Linked DNA regions of Mus musculus: region 2 is linked to region 1. A link is a contact called in public Hi-C data. All regions are on one chromosome and are shown on one strand. The core of a region is the stretch at or near the end of the contact, and the rest is flanking DNA. Distances in the headings are between cores, read along the strand shown.

Region 1 (2,951 bases), core at 196-2,695:
ATACCAGGCTCCTGTCAGCAAGAGCTTCTTGGCATCAGCAATAGTGTTGGGGTTTGGTGTCTGCAGATGAGATGGATCCTTAGGTTGGGTGGTCTCTGGGTAGCCTTTCCTTCCTTCAGTCTCTGCTCTACTCTTTGTCCCTGCCTTTCCTTTAGACAGAAACAATTCTGGGGTAAATTTTTTGAGATGGGTGAGCTCGATACATCAACTGGGGGTTCTGCCTATTGATTCCCCAGCATAGTTGGACACTAGAGTGGTGAGGCGTGTGTGGGAGAGTGGGTGTTCGAGCACCCTCATAAGGGCAAAGGGGAGGGAGAATGGGATGGAGTGGGTTGGCAGGGTACTGGGAAGGGGGATATCATTTGAAATGTAAACAAATCAAGTGATTAATAAAAGAAAGAAGAAAAAGAGTTGCCCTGGTCAAGGAGTTTCTTCACAGCAATAGAAAGCCTAAGAGAATTTTCAAGTAAAAATAGTTTGGGGACATTCAATACAGACTTCATTCAAGTCAGGGTACACAGAAGCCACAAGAATACTGTTTAGAATCTTGGAGACCTGGAGCAAGAGAATGGCTTCCTGTATGGATAAAGTAGGCTTACTATTGATGATTCCTTCAGTGTATAGTAAGCCTCAAATCAAGGAAAGCATGGAACACATCCCTTAACCCCAGGCTTTCCTTCTCTCTGTTTTCACAGCCGAAGCACAGCAACTAGGGAACTGATGATGCCAAGCCTGCCAAGCAATAGCACTGGATGGAGAAGGATGGCAAGTGGCTCTAGAATGGCAATGAAAAATGCAGTACCCAGGAAATGAGCATAAAAACATTCAGAAATCAATGAACTGAATAGGTTTTTGTGAATTAGAGTCCATATGAGAACATATATATAGAGAGCAAGAAAGAGAGGAAAAGATTATGAACCTGGGACTTCTAGCTGAAGTCATGAGGATCGTTGTGGTACACTTGATTTAGGAGTGGTAAACATGGGAAACTAGATTCTTAAGGAGGTGTTCATGACTCAGAAGTATGTTGATATAAGATACATGTTGATTAAAGAGCACCCCAGTGCAAATGCCAGCTGGGCAGGTGAGTGAAACAAACCATATCTCAAGGACACGTGTAGGCTCCAGAAATGCATTTGAGAGTTGTCAGCACATGCATGGTGCCTAATGAGATGATAATGGCTACTAACTAGAGGGAGTGTGTAAGAAAAATCAAGAAGACAGCCTACCTCCTGCTTCTTCGATCAGTTGAGAAGTAGCTATTACGGAAATTCGAGGAAGAAGAAAACAGAAGGAACCCTTAGGCATGCAGGATGTCAGAAAGTCCTAAGGAAAGAACATTATTGAAGGAAGGGGTGGAACAATCATGAAGAATGCACAGCTGAAGCTGTGACTCTTCAGTAAGTGGGAAAGGGAGGAGGCCTGGTTAGAATGAGCTGTCCACCAACAAAAGTGATAACGAGTTACTGTGTTCCCTCTCTCACTAAATAAAAGAAAGTTAATGCTGACACGTTATGTCAGCAGTTCGCAACCTCTGTGTCATGACACCTTTGCAGGCAAAGGATCCTTACACGGGGGTGACCTAAGACCATCACATACATTTACATTACATTACAATTCGTAGCAATAGGAAAATTACAGTTTTAAAATAGCAACAAAATAACTTTATGGTTGGGGGTCACCACCACCCGAGGAACTGTATTAATGGGTTGCTACATTAGAAAGGCTGAGAACTACTAATTTAAGTTAAACTCATGTCTACAGATATGAATGCAGGTCTTGGATTCCACGGGCCATGTCTTTTCCTCATTGCTGAGTAATTTTCCAGTTCTGTGATTCATACTGCACGGAGTGTAGTTATACAGTAACTTTCCAGTGGGCCTCTCACCCCAGGGATTTGCCATGTCTGACCTTCTCTTAGGCAAAAGATGAAGAAAATTTCTCATCCTAAGGAGGGAAAGAAAAAAAAAAAAGAACATAACCTAAATGGCAAGATATTAATCTTGAGACCATTTACAGGGAGGTGTTAAGTGGCCCCGTTGGCATTAACAGCAGTAAGCTTCGAATATCACTTGTACAGCAAGCTGCTTAGCTCTGCAGATAGCAAGTCACAGCAGGCCTTCTTGGGTTGCAAATATAGTCACTCTGTTTGCCAATTAACTCTTTCCCACATTGTGTTTTATATAACCAGCCAGGAAGCTTTTGCTTCGACAGCAGAATCTGCTGGCAAATGGTACTGTCCTGGGAATTGAAGTGATGCGACAGTAGCCACGGCAGTGGTCAAAGGGGACAGGAGAAATCATGGAGAAACAGTCATTAGTGAGCCAGAGCCTCCTGAGGCTTGCTTTTCTCTGGAATAAGTGTCCATATCCTCTCAGCTTCCAATCAGGCAGGGTAATGGACAAGACATTGCTCCTTTATCTTGAGAAAATGTAGCATGTCCAAGTTATTATAAACAAGCTACAAGGAGATTCTGTGATTTCCCAACTACACTGTCTGCTGTCCTTTTGTGCATCTTGCTGTTTTTTAAAACAGATTTCAGGAGGAGCAGGTGGCTGGATCTGTGTCCTGACCCCTTAGTATGTGACACGAAGGCTCCATGACTTCCTGCTTCTTGTCCCTTCAGCCGAACTTGGCAGGACTGACCAGCCCTCCTCATAAACGACTGAGTCTGTCTCTTCCATTCTTCCCTCATTATGATTTCTCACTCTTCTGGGAAGGTCCCTCCCCCTTTCTTCAACTAAACATGTTGATGGGCTTCTCCAGACCTCTTAACTTGTTAGTTTAATTCTTCACTTAGAAGATGCTGTGTAAGTTATCATCACAAGCAAGTTAGCTGTTTCTTGAGGAGATGGGGTCTAACCAGAAGAAACATATCACCAGGGTGATAAGTCACCAGAACGGGTACACTTTTGGTTCTGATCCTTGCCTTCCCCATCTCTTTGACTCTC
Region 2 (2,898 bases), core at 329-2,828, 140 kb before region 1:
TGGATATAATTCTGGGTAGAATGGGGATAAATAGGGAAGTATATAGATTTTTTAAAAGTGTGTAAACAGAGGAGACCAATAGGGGAAAGAGAGAAAGTGACTTAGGAAGTCAGCAAGGGCCTAACAGGATTATTAGGGTTTTATTCTTGGCTAAGAAAGTGTTGTACAGTTTATTGTGCTGATGGCTGCTCAGCTCTGTGGGCCCAGGAAACTCCACAGGTCATTTCATTCAGAAGAGGGAGACCACACAATATGTGTCACACCTGAATGTAGCTTTTAAAAGAGCAAGATGGATAAAGCCTACATGTGCAACGTGTATCTCATGGGTCCTCTTTGTTTTTTCACTTAATTTAAACTGCACACATTCTTATACAGGCATATATGGCCATTGGAGAAGCTGTGAAGAATCTCTAGACCCATAATCTCTAAACTCCAAGAACAAAACTCAGCATCACCTTAGAAACGTGGACAATGAATGGTTCATCTGCCACAAGCTCTGCAGATGGGAGATTTGCTTCTAGGGGACCATGTACACAGGGGGCAGAGCTTCAGTACTCTGAGACTTCAGACTTCAGTTCCCACCCACATTTGGACTTTCCTTACTGTTTGTTATACATTTTCTTCTCCAAGGCTCTTCGGGGAAAAGTGCCATATATGTGTCTTCTCCCAATCTCTTCTGAATCAGAACCACTGCATATCCCAAATCTCTTCAGGCACTGGAGGGTACAGAACATACTGAATAATGCATTTTATCCTCAGGCTACTTGAAAGGGACTCAGCTTAATGCAGTAGAAATTTTTCACATGATTCATTCTGGAGCCACTGATCAAAAGTAAGGGTAATGAGAACAGGTGAGCTCAGGTGATTGGTATCTTTCAAGGGACAGTGAACAAAATTCCCATTACTAGGAAAAAGAAAGAATAATGAAGTCAAGTGCCAGACAGGCAGAGCAACCTTTTCCTCCATTTAGGGTTTGGAATAAATTTCATTATGGTCCCTTGTAAGCCTGTCTAAATGAATTCTGGGACATTGCATCGTGTTTCTGGGGCTGTGCTGATAGAGCCTTGTGGTCTAGGTGAATGAGACAGACAAGGAATGAAACTGACAGGGCCAAGGAAATAGTATACGTCTCTCAGAGACACGGCAGTGGGGAAGAAAGTTAGACTTCATCAGACAGACAGAAGGTGATTCTCATAGAGCTCAGGCATACACACACATCCCTTGGAGTAAGCACTTGGTTTCACTTGGCTCCTGTGCCAGTCAAAATGCCCCCTTGGCACTGGATAAAATAAAATAAAGAAGGCAGACATAAATGCCAAAACAAATTCATGCACAGAATGACCTTCCAAATGCTTCAAGGCCCAGCTAAGCTGCCCTCTACCAAATGAATTGAAAGGGCAAAGGGAAAAAATACATTTATAATTTTACTTCAACTAGAAAGATCTTTAAAATAGCTGAGGTAATAAAATATCTGTCACTTTCTTCTTTCTGGTGGTGACCTACCACTCAATGATCAGCTCATAGGGAACAAAGCACATCATACAGATTTTTCTCCTATTGCTTCATAAGGCTATTTTGAAATGCATACCATTGTCTTCACTCATGCTTGAAGAAATACGTTGAGGTTAAAGTGAATGGCCAAGTCTCACTGGGGGGAATCGAGCCGAACACTTGTACTTCACTTTGATCAAAAGTTTATTTCACTTTTAACAACTAAGACAATGCTTTGTGTTTATGTTAGAATATGTAAACTCCATTTGATACTTCTAAAACGTCAGTGTCTTTTTCCTCCTCCCTGCTTTGTTTGATGTCAAAATAGTCCTTGTCCAGGATGGTTGCTTGATGCAAAATAGATTAAATAAATTGTTTTAAGAACATTTTCTGTAGCTTTAATTTAATGGAGGTCTAAAAGATTTAGTGCACAAAACTATATTCTAAGTCTAGAGATATGAAAACTCAGGGAGCTTTTCAGACGAATCAGCTCTTCATTGTATTCAACTTGAATGTTTAACCCAAGAGTCATGCATTCAAGTTCCCAGGGCCACCTGCCAAGGAATACAGGGAGTTTTACATAACCTCAAGAGGCATGGCTAGGTCCAAGGACAACTGGAGAAAGGAAAGCCTCCTGTCACCAGATCTATTGCATCATGTCAGCAGTGGAAAGGGAACGCAATAGTGCTGTTCTCGTTCCAGCAGGAGACTTCAGCAGAAATCCACTGTAAGGGAGAGAGATGCCCACACATTTGTCCTAGATGCCCAAAGTACAGATAGGACTAACATCCAGAGCATTGCCCACGGAGAGATTGGAACAAGTTCAACACAAAAAGGCTTTCCATAACACTCCTGTTCTGTTTGTTAAAGAAGGCATCCCCATGTAGATTTGTACAGCCAGTTTGGAAATCAACATGGTAGTTTCTCAGAAAATGAGAAATTGATCTACCTCACGACCTAGCTATACCACTCCTGGGCATATACCCAAAGGATGCTTTATGATACTACAAAGACACTTTCTCAGCTATGTCCATAGCAGCTTTATTCATAATAGCCAAAACTGGGAAACAACATACATGTCCCTTGACTGAAAAGTGAATAAAGAAAAAGTGACACATTTATATAATAGAGTATTACTCAGACATTTAAAAAAGTGAAATCATGATATCTACTGGCAAATGGATAGAACTAGAAAAAAAATCATCCTTAATGAGGTAACTGAGATCCAGAGAGACAATCATGGTATATACTCACCTACATGTGGATATTAGTTGTAAAGGAAAGAATAATCATGCTACAATCCACAGACCAGAGAGGCTAAGTAACAAGAAATGCTCAAAGGGGTTGGAGAGACGTGGATCTCCCTGGGAAGTGAAAATAAAAGAGATTACACAGGTGGTATGGTGG

The links. Hi-C and Micro-C count contacts between places; a contact is called where the count stands out from the background.
Region 2: a Hi-C map of embryonic fibroblasts shows a contact between it and region 1, with 2.0 times the contacts expected there. The contact joins two enhancer-like sites. A contact is called at or near these places in 9 of 484 Hi-C or Micro-C datasets (3T3-L1-derived adipocytes, the Patski cell line, brown adipocytes and 4 more), 1 of 115 datasets of contacts at active chromatin or transcription factors (vascular smooth muscle cells) and 1 of 9 other capture datasets (embryonic stem cells).

Annotation. Positions count from the first base shown.
Region 1 is chr15:61,164,430-61,167,380 of GRCm38.p6, reverse strand. Gm38563 (a long non-coding RNA gene) reads right to left here. Exons shown (of 3, transcript XR_875374.2): 3 at 418-1,947. Among named protein-coding and RNA genes, the nearest start is that of Gm38563, 8.7 kb to the right of the region's middle. Within about 2 kb of position 1,445, at least 18 of the 459 cell types and tissues checked have an H3K27ac peak or open chromatin away from gene starts, as enhancers often do. A contact at or near this core is called in brown adipocytes and embryonic fibroblasts, where this site is marked.
Region 2 is chr15:61,308,336-61,311,233 of GRCm38.p6, reverse strand. The region is part of intron 4 of Gm29904 (a long non-coding RNA gene); the gene reads right to left. Among named protein-coding and RNA genes, the nearest start is that of Gm29904, 21 kb to the right of the region's middle. Within about 2 kb of position 1,578, at least 40 of the 459 cell types and tissues checked have an H3K27ac peak or open chromatin away from gene starts, as enhancers often do. A contact at or near this core is called in brown adipocytes and embryonic fibroblasts, where this site is marked.